Regions from separate parts of the Arachis hypogaea genome. Here region 2 is linked to region 1. The links are chromatin contacts, called in public Hi-C maps. All regions are on one chromosome and are shown on one strand. Each heading gives the region's core, a stretch centred on a gene start, on an enhancer-like site or on the middle of the called end of the contact. The rest is flanking DNA. Distances are from core to core; before and after follow the strand shown. Region 1 has its middle 61 kb from the start of LOC140173687. Region 2 holds the start of LOC112696746.

Region 1 (6,774 bases), core at 3,079-5,578:
CAGAATCTTATGTATTATGTGCGTGGCACCTTTACCATGCTGAGAACCTCTGCTCCTCACTCCATACTATGTTGTTATTTTTCAGATGCAGGTCGAGAGGCTCCTCGGTAGGCATCTGGACTTCTTAAGTGGAGTGGTTTCTGGGTTTTATTTTGAAGTATAGTTATGTATATATGTACTTAACTTTCTCTCCGACTAACTTGTTTATTTTGCTCCTCTTTGAGGTTGATGGAGTGCTAGAATTTTGGTTATGTATTTTGGGTTTTGGGATATGTATATATATATATATATATATATATATATATATATATATATATATATATGTAAATATTCTCCAGCTAGCCTTGGCTTCGTAGGCTGAGTTAGGAACTTGTTATTTTGTACTTTTGGTCCTGTACTCCTACTTTCTGTTATTTATACTTATGAACCTTAGTTTTCTTCGCACGCAAGCAATCTCATTTTTTTTGAGTGTTGCGCTTTTTATTTTGCGATTTTGTTTTATCCGTTTTTCCAGACTCCTCGTATACTGTATTCTTTCCAATATTATTATATATATTTTATTTTAGAGATTATAATACCATACCACCTCTATTTTACGGCTTAAGCGTAAAACTCTGTGTGGTAGGGTGTTACAATTTGCTGTGAAAATATTTTTGCATGAATTAAATAAGAAACATAAACATTGTTCTTCCAAGAATCAAACATCTCCGAGGCCTTCAACATTCTCATCTATTGATTTTCTCTCAACTTCAAGCATTCTCCTTATTTTCTTCTTCTATTTCTATTTCTCTTCAAAATCCACAATCCAAAATCTAAGGTTTAATCGAGCTAATTAGATATTTAATTAGATGCTATTTACCTCAATTTGTAATTTCTCATAAGAACGATATCCACTCACTATGGTATTACTTAAATGATCCGGTACACTTGCTAGTATTCGTAAGATTTAATTTTCACTCATCAATAACAGAGATAACCAAATACTTTAAGGTTATCAAAATTGGGTGGTTTATTATACAGAATTTCAAAAGGTGTTTTTAAATTAAGGTCCGAAGAAGGAACTCGATTTATCAGATAAGTTGCATGGTGAATAGCAAATGACCAAAAATAAAGATGTAAATTAGATTGGAATATGAGGACATGGACAACATTTAAAATATGTTGGTATTTTTTTCTGTACGACTATTTTGTTGAAAATTTCATCACAACTTTTTTTATGAATGATATCTTTGGAAGAGAAAAAATGTGATATAAGAAATCCAGGTCCATTGTCAGAACGAAAGACCTTAACTTTGGAACTAAATTAATTTTTTACTAGTATGACAAAATTTTGGACATGTTGAGTCACCTCACTCGTTGATTTTAATAATATGACCCAAGTAAAACGACTATGATCATCAACAATCATAAAAAAATATTTATGATTATGGATGAAATATTAACGAAATGGTTCCCCAAATATCCAAATATAATAGGTCAAAAATGCTATTTACTTTATTGAAACTTTGAGAAAAAAAATTTCTTTTGCTTTAATAAGTGATATACATCACAAGTTTCATCATAGTGTGAGAGAATAAAAGAAAAATGCTTATGTAAGATACTAAGTCTATGTCCGGATGGCTGACCTAAACGAAAGTGCCATAAACTTGCTTATATAATAGGTGTAAAATGAATGGAGTTTATGGGATGAAATGGTAACGAGTTATTTTGATGAATTACTTGATCAAGTATATATAGTCTGTCTCTTTCTTTATTAAAATTTTTATCATTTTCAAAACCATTTTATGCTCAAAATGAAGATCAAATACTCAACACTTTTGTTATCCTTTGTACTATGTCAAAACTCACTATACCACCAGTAACTAAGAATAATTTCAGTGGTAGCAAGGAGGAGTAAGAGGGAGGGGAGTTGGAGTTTTCTTTTCCTTGGATTGGAGAGTTGAAGTTTGTTTTCGTTCTATTTACTTATTTTTGAGTAAAGTAATAATCTAGCTTTTTTCCGCTTTTTTTTTTTTCTCTGAATAAAAACGAGACTTCTAGTTTAAAAACATTCACGTTAAATTTTGTTCTTAATTTCTGTAATACAATGCAATCTTTCTATCACTATCACCATCATTTATTAATGGAAGCAGTCGCTGATGTGTTATGTTAACATGTTGAAATGGATATTAAATACCAACATAAAATAAACATTATTGACTTATTTTTTCAAAATCCAAATTAGTCAAAAGACGTATTTATCTATATTTATTCAAAGAAAACAACACCGTTTTAATGTTAAATTGTTTAGAAACCTAATTATCAAAAATTTACTTGTCTTAAAAAATTTTGATGCAATATTTTTTTTAATATTTAATATTAATATAATTTTTCAATAATTCTTAAATATATGGTATAATAAATATATTTTAATTAATATATTATTTAAATTTAAAAATATTATTTATTGTGACATTAATTATAATTTTTAAATATATAAATAATAAAAATTAAAATATAATTAATAAATTATTAATATAATTTTTAATAAGTAATAATTCTGTGATATATTATTAGTATTATGATATAAATAATTTATATAATAAATTAAAAACTATTAAACATTATTTCACATATATGGCATATATAATAATAATCATAATATTTTTATTAGGCTTTGATCTGTACAAAATTTTTTGAATAATGACTACTACTTTGTCATCACTTGAAACTAAATTAATTACATTTAATATTTTTACATTGAAATTTGCATTGAAATACACTAATAAATGGCTACTAGTACTTAATAAAATAAAGTATGCATCAACAATATGATTAATCTATTAATATTATATATTGTAACAAGATTAGAGATCGATAAAAATATAATAATATAAAGAATAATATAGATTCACTACAATTTTTAGTACATTATTAAAATTTAATTAATTGCTTGTATAATATAACTAATAATTAAGGAACGACGGCTTATAATAAATTTCAAGAGTTGTTTATATATAACCATATATAATTATTTAGATTAAAATATATATAAATTTATATACATAAAGTAGTAAAATCATAGCATTTTTAAAAATTGACTACCTTTTTTAAGACGTGATTGTCAGCGTTGTTCACTTGATATTATTTCTCATGGTTCGTTATCTTGTAATTTTGACCATTTTTTAAACAGATTTGAGTGTATTTACATAAAAAATAGTACTAAGAAAAAGAAACAAATAAGAAAAGATTACTAAATATTTATCATTAAGAATACACTTGTTTAATGTCTAATAATATATTAATTATTATTATGTAATTATTACAAAGCAGTACAAGAGATTTCAAATTCTATCTAGCTAATTATAATTTTATAACACTAGTAATATATTATAACTTATTGTTTAAATTATACTACTAATTTATGAATTGTATAATAATAAAAATTAATTTTAAAAAAATATGTATCAATTTTGTTAAGATAGATTATTAATAAACAGACTCTTAATCAACTTAATGTTAAAACAATGTCAATTATTTTATTGAATATAAATAAAAAAGTTCTTGATCAATTTAAATTTAAAGATAATAAGTTTTTATTTATTTTATGTTGATATTTAATGTCCAACTCAATATATTAATATGACACGTTAATAATATTTAATAGATAACAATAATTTTGACAGAAAAATTGTATTGTCTTACAAAAATTAAGAACATGAGTCGAAGTGAATATTTATTTTTTGTCAGGAATCATATTGTCATTGAGAGGAAAGAACAAAAGTCGGGTTGATACTTTATTCCTTATTTTTCCCTATATCTTTTTTTTAGTTAATTTTCCCCTATAACTTATTCCTAAATAAAGAAGAGGGACCTAGGCCCAATAGCTACAAATTCAGACAACCAATTTTCTGAAAACAATTGTTTTTGTCCAAATGCTCTTCTTGGGCTCCTTCTTCCATTAATTTCACTGGACATCATAAATGGTGTTCTTTAATCTTTATACTACATTTTAATTTTTGGTATTTATTTAACAAAAATGATAGTGGGTTGAGGCTTATGTACCAATCCTAAATGCATTTGCCAATTGGAGTACGAAGCAGGATGAGATTTTGAAGTACTAAAACAGACCCTTTTTTTTTTAGGATAAAGCATAAATTTCACAATGATAATACAGGAGTTGCATCCGTTCCTATTTTAAGTTAGTTCTATTTTTGTTTTGGGCTTTAGTGCCCCTTTGTTAACAAAAAAAAAACTAAATGCATTTGCCTATTACATAGCCAGACAAAGCTCCATGATATTTTGATAACTGGGTTGTGGTTAAAAGGACTTCATGGGTGGCTGAAGCACGTGATGTAGTGTTAAAGATATTTGCTTCAAATGAAGCCACACCAGGTTCGAATCCTAGTGTTTACTAGGTTAGAGTGTGTGTGAGTGTGATATATATATGACCAAAAAAAAAAAAGGGACTTCTTAGTATGTGGGGGTGTGACTGTTTAGTTTATTATTAATGACCCAATATTTAGAAAACAGAAAATGAAAGGAAAGAAAATGAGTGGAAAAAAATAGAAAAAAAATAGAGTTATTTGTATATTGTTTGGATTAAGAAAAAATGGATAGAAAGAAAATAGAGAGAAAATATTTTTTTTTTGTTTGGACGAAAAGAAAAGTAAAAAAAAAAAGAAAATCATAAAGTATAAAATTACATTAATACCCTTATAACAAAATAAAGTATAAATATTTTTATTTATTTATATTTTATCGCATTTTATAAATATTTAAAATATTATAATTTTATATATTTAATTTAAATTATTTATTTAATACACATATAATATTTAAATATAAATTTTTATTATAATAATATATTAAAACTATTAAAACTAAATTTATATTGATAATTATTAATAATAATATAACTATGGAAAATATTGTAAATATACAAAAATAATTTTTTTTCTTCTATTTTTCTTGCTTGTTATGGATGTAAAAAATTTTTTGGTGATTTTTGGTGGAACCCATAAAAAATTTTTTCTTCCTTTTCATTTTCTTTGCATCCAAACAAAGGAAAATAACATTTTTCATTTATTTTCTTTCCATCCTTTTTCTTTCCTCTTATTTTAGTTTGAAACAAACATAGTGTTAGTTTTAGTAATTAGGTGATAAGGTGGAATTAAGTTATGTTAAAATTTAAAATAAATTAAATTTTAATTTAATAGTAGATACTCTAATAAAAATTTTATAATTGTTTTTATATAAAAATATTTTATTTTGACTATTAAGTGATAGATTTTAAGACTTGATTTTTATATATTATAAAAATGTTACTTTTATTTAAAGTGTGTCAAAATGAATAAGTTACACTTTTTAAATCAAAATGATCATAAAAAGATATTTTTAATATCTTTATTAAAATAATTGCCTTAATTTAATATCCAAAATAATTTACGATTGATCTTAAACCAAGTCTCCAATCAAACTATTAAAACAACAGAAAACTTATTATTAGACGTCAAAACAACTATTAGAGGATGAGTTTGGTTATAACTTGGCACAAAAACATTTGTCATTTTCTCATGATAATATTATTCCATAATAATTTTTTTATGTAAAAAATTTGCTCGATTTTATCGTGTGTTGTTCACTATAAATCCAATATATAATAAATCATGAAAATTTGTTGACGTAACACGTAGTACGAATTCAAGCAAACATGTTTGTTGAGGGCAGTTCATTTCAATACTTAACTTCGTCTAAAAGAGTGTAAATATATAGAGTGAGAATGGGAATGATCAATGCTAATAAAACTATTTTGAGGGAGGAGCGAGGTAGTGTTTAAGAAGCAGGGACAAGGTACGTATGGTGTCCCTTCTCTTCCAAAGTCTCCGTTTTGTGACTTCAAAATTGGAGGGTTTATTAGGAACACGTCTTAACTGCGTCATCAGCCTCCAAATTGGTTTAATTTGTTCACGCATGGGACATGTTTAAAAAAATGACTTGTTCCAATATACCTGTTTAGGATATGGTCTTTCAGTGGAGCAAAGTATCTGTTCATAGGCTTTGGTTCCCATAACAGTGCTACACTGTTTTCATGACTCTTTCTAATGAGAGGGTAAGGAAATGAAGTAGACGAATATTATTTTCCGCTCGGTATACTCTATCATTTTGGTATGCTAGACAAATATTATGAATAAATGCACTTTATCAAGCTTCTACTTTTGGGACGCTTAAAATATTTTTTTAAATATATTTTTTAAAAATTAAAATTTAATATATGTAATTAATTAAATTATATCATTTTTGTTAAGATTATATCGGATAAATCGATTTAGCCAAAAAATAAATAAATTAAATTTTGAACCAATAATTTTTTTATAAAAAATATTTATAATACTCCTATTACAAAAAATGACTAAAATATTTTTATTATATATATATATATATATATATATATATATATTTTGAGAATTTAAAATTCTAACCCTTCTCTTTTCTCTATGGCGTTATAGGGTTAGAATTTAAGGTTTTTAAAATTAATATATATAATAGGAGTATTTTAGTTATTTTTTATAATAAAAGTATTGTAGTTATTTTCTATAAAAAATATTAATTTAAATCGGTTCAAAGTTTGATTTACCAGTCTTTTGGTCAAATCGATTTGTCTAGTCTAATTTTGACAAAAATAATACAATTTAATCGATTATATATATTAAATTTTAATTTTTTTTAAAACGTCATTTTTAAATGTCTTTATTTGAGTATCTCCCTTTATTTTTTTAATAAAAAAATGTTTGC
Region 2 (6,176 bases), core at 1,163-3,662, 350 kb before region 1:
TAGTGATGGCTGCAGTGACGGAATCAGCCAGGGATGGCGGCTGTTACTGTGGTTGGTTGGATTCCTGATTGGGAAGAGGCAACAACTTGTTGAGATAATTGAAGAAGGAAGAATTTTGATTGATTATGTAGGGTTTGAGTCTCAAAGTTTTGCGGGTGACCTTGAAAATTGGGTAACTAGAACAAAGGGACAACATTAAGAGGATGATGATGCTTGATTGGAAGGGTGGAAGTATTATTAGTATTATTTGATGATGATGAGTTTTGTGTGAGGTCCAATGTAACAGTTGAAAATGATGCCCAAGTTGAGAGTGTTGCCATGCTTCAAGAAGTAGAAGTAGAGCCCGATAAAAAAATAACTCTTCCTAGGAGGTTTGGGTTTATGATTTCATCTGCACTTGGCATGGAACCTGATAATAATATAGTGACAGTTGCTGTGGTAGTTGATGCCATGGTCATGACTGCCAGTAAAAAAAAAAGGAGAAGATGGGAAAAGAAAGGATAATATAAGAAAAGGAAAAAAAGTGGACATTATGATAAATATGTATTTTTTTTTACAGTAAAGGTTATTGAGGATCTAATTATAAATTTTAATTTTTTATAGAGATCAAATTATAAACTTTTAAAATATATAAAGTAATTTACAATTTTACTAAAAGTATAAGGATTAACTGTAATTTAACCTACTTTTAAAAATAAATTTAGACCACGAACCTATTTCAATGATTTATACATCACAAAAATATTTCAACCCCGAAACATAAGTTAAATGCTAAAACTTGATAAATTTATTTAGATCATATGTACAAATATATCTTCTTCTCATTTTAAAAAGAAAAGGTAAATTGGTTAGTATTAATTATTTGTTGGTTTTTATTGTTTCTAGTTGGACAGGATAAACAATGGCAACAACATGTCGCAAAAATCGTTCAAGTTCATGGCATAGACCGAACCCGTGGTCTACGATTTTAGGTAGTCTGTATAATTATGATGAGTCTCTAATTCTTAGCTGTTTAATATTTTAATCTTAGACGAAATTGGGAAATTCGTGTCAGATGCCATTCGATGCTCTTGTAAGTATGTGATCATTATACTATACCATATAGTTCAGAATCCTAATTCCTACACGGTGAACGAAAATCGAGTGGCTAATAAGTTCAATACACAATTGACTATTCATTTTTCAATCTTACAATGCTAGTAATATCAAATTAAAATAATACACACCTTACCTTGGAATCATTAAACCAAGAAGCGCATTAATTTAAGGGATTCATATAAAACTCGGCGTTATAAAAATTTAATTCGTATATTCTTGCTTGCCTGCTGTCATGTCATGTCAGCTTCTCCCAAATCTCATACACAATATAATGTTTAAGTACGCATTTTCTCTTTAATTAATTGATCCCAATCTTTCAAATAACGACCTAACTGGCTAACTTAAATATCCATGGCGTTGGCAATACCCTTATCAAATGGCTCTGATTCTCAATCCACATGTGATCCTGTGGCCGATTTCCAGATGCCTCCATCAGCATTTCTTTATTCACGAAAATAGAAAACCTGCGGTTCAGATCACTTCAGATCACCATCAATATATTCAATAAAGTTCAAGCAAGTAACTTAAAAAAAGAACAGGGGTAGCTAGAGACAAATTTAATATATCATATTTAAAGATATAAAATAATTATTTACACATTCAACAAATACTTAAGAGAATGTGACATAAATACTAAAAATTAAGCACACATTAATTATATATTTATACATATTATTTCATATATTTTTAATAAAACAATTAATTATTAGAATCATTAAATATTATACTATAGAATAATAATCAAATTTATTATAGTAAAACAATAAAAAATTTTAACAATAGTATAATAAAATATTTTTATAAATACTAATATATATATATCCTTTTATAATAATTAATTAATGGCCCATTTTTTTGAATTTAAACAACATAATTGATATTTATACTTGAATAATTAAATATGTCTGAAAATAATATATGAAACTTATGTTTTAACCAAACTAAATAAAACATAATCTTAATACGTGTTTTGAAAAAATAAACACTACTAGTTTCCATATTCAATATATTATTATAAGCAACTCCAATAGTAAAGTTAGAAATACAAAATCTAAAATTATTTTATTTAATTTAATATAGATATAATTATATTAAATATTACTGAAATTATTTAAAAAATAATTTAAAATACAAAATAGTGTAAGAATAACTAAAAATATAAAATAAAATAATTTTATGCTTCTTTTGAGTCATTTTCTTTTTATTTTTTTAACATTGTTATCCGACTCTATCCGTTGTTCCAAATAGATGCTTATAGAATAGTTACAAGCTTAGAAACATGATGTACACCGATGTGGGCCTCAAATGGTCACATGCAAAATTAATTAAGATCCTTCGTCATTAGAGCTTAGTAATGGTACTTTACTCCTTTCTCATCCCCATAAATACAAAGCCTCTTTCCAAAGCAACCAAACCATCAAGAAAACACATACACCCTTTGACTCTCCTTCTCCTTCTTTGTTCCTCTGTTTCTGTGTTGTTCTTTCTATTCTTTTCATCAGTCACAGAAGAAAACACAGAGCAATGTCCACCTCCGCCAGAAAAAAGCTTCACCTGAACACAGTTTCAGTGAAACTAGGGTGTGGCAGCAGTTGCAGAAGGCCAAAACTCTCTCGAATATTCCACCCTAAACCAAAACCCAAGAACCCCACTCTCCAAAAACACAAACTTTTCAACCTCTCTTCTTGGAATCATAACGAGAACGACACCGCCACAAGCACCACCACCCCAACCAACACCACCTTCTCCCCTTGCTACATTGATTCCTCTCACTTCTCCGACTCATCAGAGAGCAACAACAACAACAACGGAAAGGAGGCTCGGAGAGTGGGAGGTCTCGGAAGAGCCGGCGGAGAAGGCGTGGCGGTGGAGAAAGACTCCGATGACCCTTACTTGGATTTCCGGCACTCCATGCTTCAGATGATTCTTGAGAACGAGATATACTCGAAGGAAGACCTGAGGGAGCTTCTCAACTGTTTTCTTCAGCTGAATTCACCGTATCACCATGGTGTTATAGTTAGAGCTTTCACTGAGATCTGGAATGGGGTCTTCTCTGTAAGGTCAAGTTCTTCAGCCAGGTTTCACTTCAACCGTAATAATAATAAGCCATTCCACCTTGTATAGAGAATCAGAATCTTTTAATTAGTAGCTAGATAGTAGTTATTACTCATTAGTGATCAAGTTTACTAGGGAAGTGTTATTTTCATAGAAGAAATGTTTGATGTTTGTGAATTGTAATGGGAGAGATCAGAATGAAGAACTAAATAGCTCTTCTGACGAGTGATGAGGACTCTGTAAAATTTGTTTCTTTTGTGAAAATAGAATTTCCTGAGTTGGTAAACATTGTCCACTCTTTCTATTAACCTCACTTTGTTTAATTGTCTAGCAATATGTGATCAAATTCTTACCGCAAGTGAAAATGATGACCGTGTTAATGTACAATTGGTCTTCATAATTCTTGAAGTGGGATTAATTAATTCTTCCTCATCTTTGTTGTTAGAAACATTATTACTATGCATAAAAAAATTAAAAAAACCGTAAAATACATATTAAAATATAAAATATATATTAAAATAATTAAATAACATATATATTTATTCATCATACATAATAATAACTGATTTAATAACTATTTTTTTTGTTTAAATAAAAATAATTTTTTATTAAACTAAAGGAAAAATGATATATACATTATATTTTTTGTTCTATACTTTATATATTCATCTTTTATGTTTTTATATTAAAATAATTAATAAAAATATAAAAAATAATAATTTATTTTTTATATTATAAAAAGATTTAGCTAATATGTGTTCAAAGGGCACATGATAAATTTACTATTAATAAAAAATTTTAAATATTTATATTTAATGAATGTAAAATAAATACATAAAAAATTTAAATTTTTTATATTTTTAAATTTTTTTTTAATTAATAAACTCAATAGATGTATTTAGAATACAAAATAGATAAATCCTTATAGAAATATATATTTAGTAGTACATAAAAAATTATAAACATAATTTGTCTATTTAGATATTTTAATTTATAAGAGAAATGATAATAATTATAACGCTTTTATTTATACATCTTTAATTTCAATGTATATTTTCTGTTTTAGTATAAAAAATGTCTTTATAAAGAATGAGTACATAAAAAATAGTATATGCAACATTTCTCTAATTTACAAATGAATCATAAAAAATAAAAAATATATAGTAGTTTCCTTGACCCTGATACGAAATAGAATGATTAATGCACTTTGTCATGGAGTGTATGGTATGTGGCTTTATCAAGTATTGGAAGGACTCTATCCAACGGGTATGCATGGTCCCCAAGTATACGTTTGGCATGTGGGATTTGGTCAACAATAGTTACCAAGTTTTGAGTGGCATGGTGATGGACTCATGGTGGGAATTGCGAACGAAATACGCATTGGGATTTGGATTCTAATTATAGGTTCTTTTTTATTTTCGAGATAATATTTAATTTAATGTTTTGTATCCGAATTTTAATTTAATTTTTAAAATTTTAATTATTTTTTTTATGTTAACGTAAATAGTTAAATATCACGTTAGACTTGTAAAATAATGTCAATTTTTATTTAGTCCTCAAATAATCTAAAAAAATTATTGTAAGTGATATTTATTAAAAATTTTTTTTCTTAAAATAAATGATCTGACATCGTTTTTTAGTTATTTGAGCACAAAAATTAAAATGACGTCGTTTTACAAGTTATAGCATGATATTTGGTTGTCTATATTAATGTTTTAATAATTTTTTTATCGAAAATTATTTCAAAGACTAATGTAAGTCATGTTTATAAAGTTTGGAAATTAAAAATAAATAATTAAAATTTTAAAGATTAAATTAAGATTTACATATAATTTTAAAAATCAAATTAAGTATTAATTCTATTTTTTTTGTATAAAAATAAAAATAATGATATAATCTAATACTGTGATTTTAATATTTTTTAAAATGTAAAAGATAAACAAATTAAAAAATTCTATTTCTGTATCTTAATTTTTTTATTTTTTAATAAAAATTTTTTGTTCTAATTTTTATATTTCTCACTAATGAAATAGTCTAATTTTTATCTTTTCAATTAAATAATTCTACATTTAAAAATTATACCGTACCGCTCTACATTTCAAAAATACACTGTTACTACTCCAGTATAAAAAATAAAGTGCTATAATTATAAGTATGGTCTCTTCTTCCACGACGGACAGTTGGTTTAATTATTGACTTAATTTCACTGAGACGATATGAGTAGAAATTTTGGGGACCGACTTCAGTGCATTTTCCAATGTTGTTATTAAAGTTCGCTACTCTCTGCTCTGTTTTTAATTTCTAGTATATTTGCTCGTTGCAATGGGGAAGCTTATTACCTTCTCAACTTTTAAAAAGTGGTACATATTGGAAGGATTTAGCAATAAAGTGAAGGTGATTACATATTAGTTAAATAAGAAAGTTAAATTAAAAATAATTTTATTTCAAATCTTTTTACATTTGTATCCCAAAAAAAAAAAATTAAAAATAAAAATCAAAAATCAAAAATCAAAAATAAAAAATATAAAAGTCTAAATTAATAGCATATCAAAGTGAGTTAAACCCTATTTAAGTTTTTGATATTGACGAGTCATTGAGTTGCATTGATTTGATCCTAAACTTTCTAATTGTCACAATTTAATTCTCCATATTAAAAAAAGTGTCTCAATGTAGTCCTTCGTGTATCTTCGGTCGCCGAAATTTAACATCGTTAGTGGCGTAGTTCAAACCTTGTCACGCTAGACATATTAAAACGATGTGGTATGCGTTTTGGTGCTAAAGAAGACACTAAATGACGTCGTTTAAGGATTTGAACAATACTAAAACGTTATACCCCCTCCCTTTTAATATTGCTCAAACCCTGAAATGACATTATTTAGTGCACTTTTAGCGTCAAAACATGTAAAACGTCGTTTTAATATGTTCAACATGGTAATACTTGAGTTATCTCACTAACGACGTTGAGGATGGACTATATTGGTGCACTTTTTTAAATTTGGAGAACCAAATTGTAACAATTAAAA

The links. Hi-C and Micro-C count contacts between places; a contact is called where the count stands out from the background.
Region 2: a Hi-C map of leaf shows a contact between it and region 1, with 2.2 times the contacts expected there. The contact joins the promoter of LOC112696746 here to the enhancer-like site in region 1. A contact is called at or near these places in 3 of 8 Hi-C or Micro-C datasets (all in leaf).

Annotation. Positions count from the first base shown.
Region 1 is chr6:78,332,640-78,339,413 of arahy.Tifrunner.gnm2.J5K5, reverse strand. No RefSeq gene overlaps it. Among protein-coding and RNA genes, the nearest start is that of LOC140173687, 61 kb to the right of the region's middle. Within about 2 kb of position 4,328, at least 3 of the 3 cell types and tissues checked have open chromatin away from gene starts, as enhancers often do.
Region 2 is chr6:78,679,094-78,685,269 of arahy.Tifrunner.gnm2.J5K5, reverse strand. It overlaps LOC112696746, which reads left to right and starts at 2,412. Exons shown (of 1, transcript XM_025749593.3): 1 at 2,412-3,461. The coding sequence starts at 2,623. The coding sequence ends at 3,222.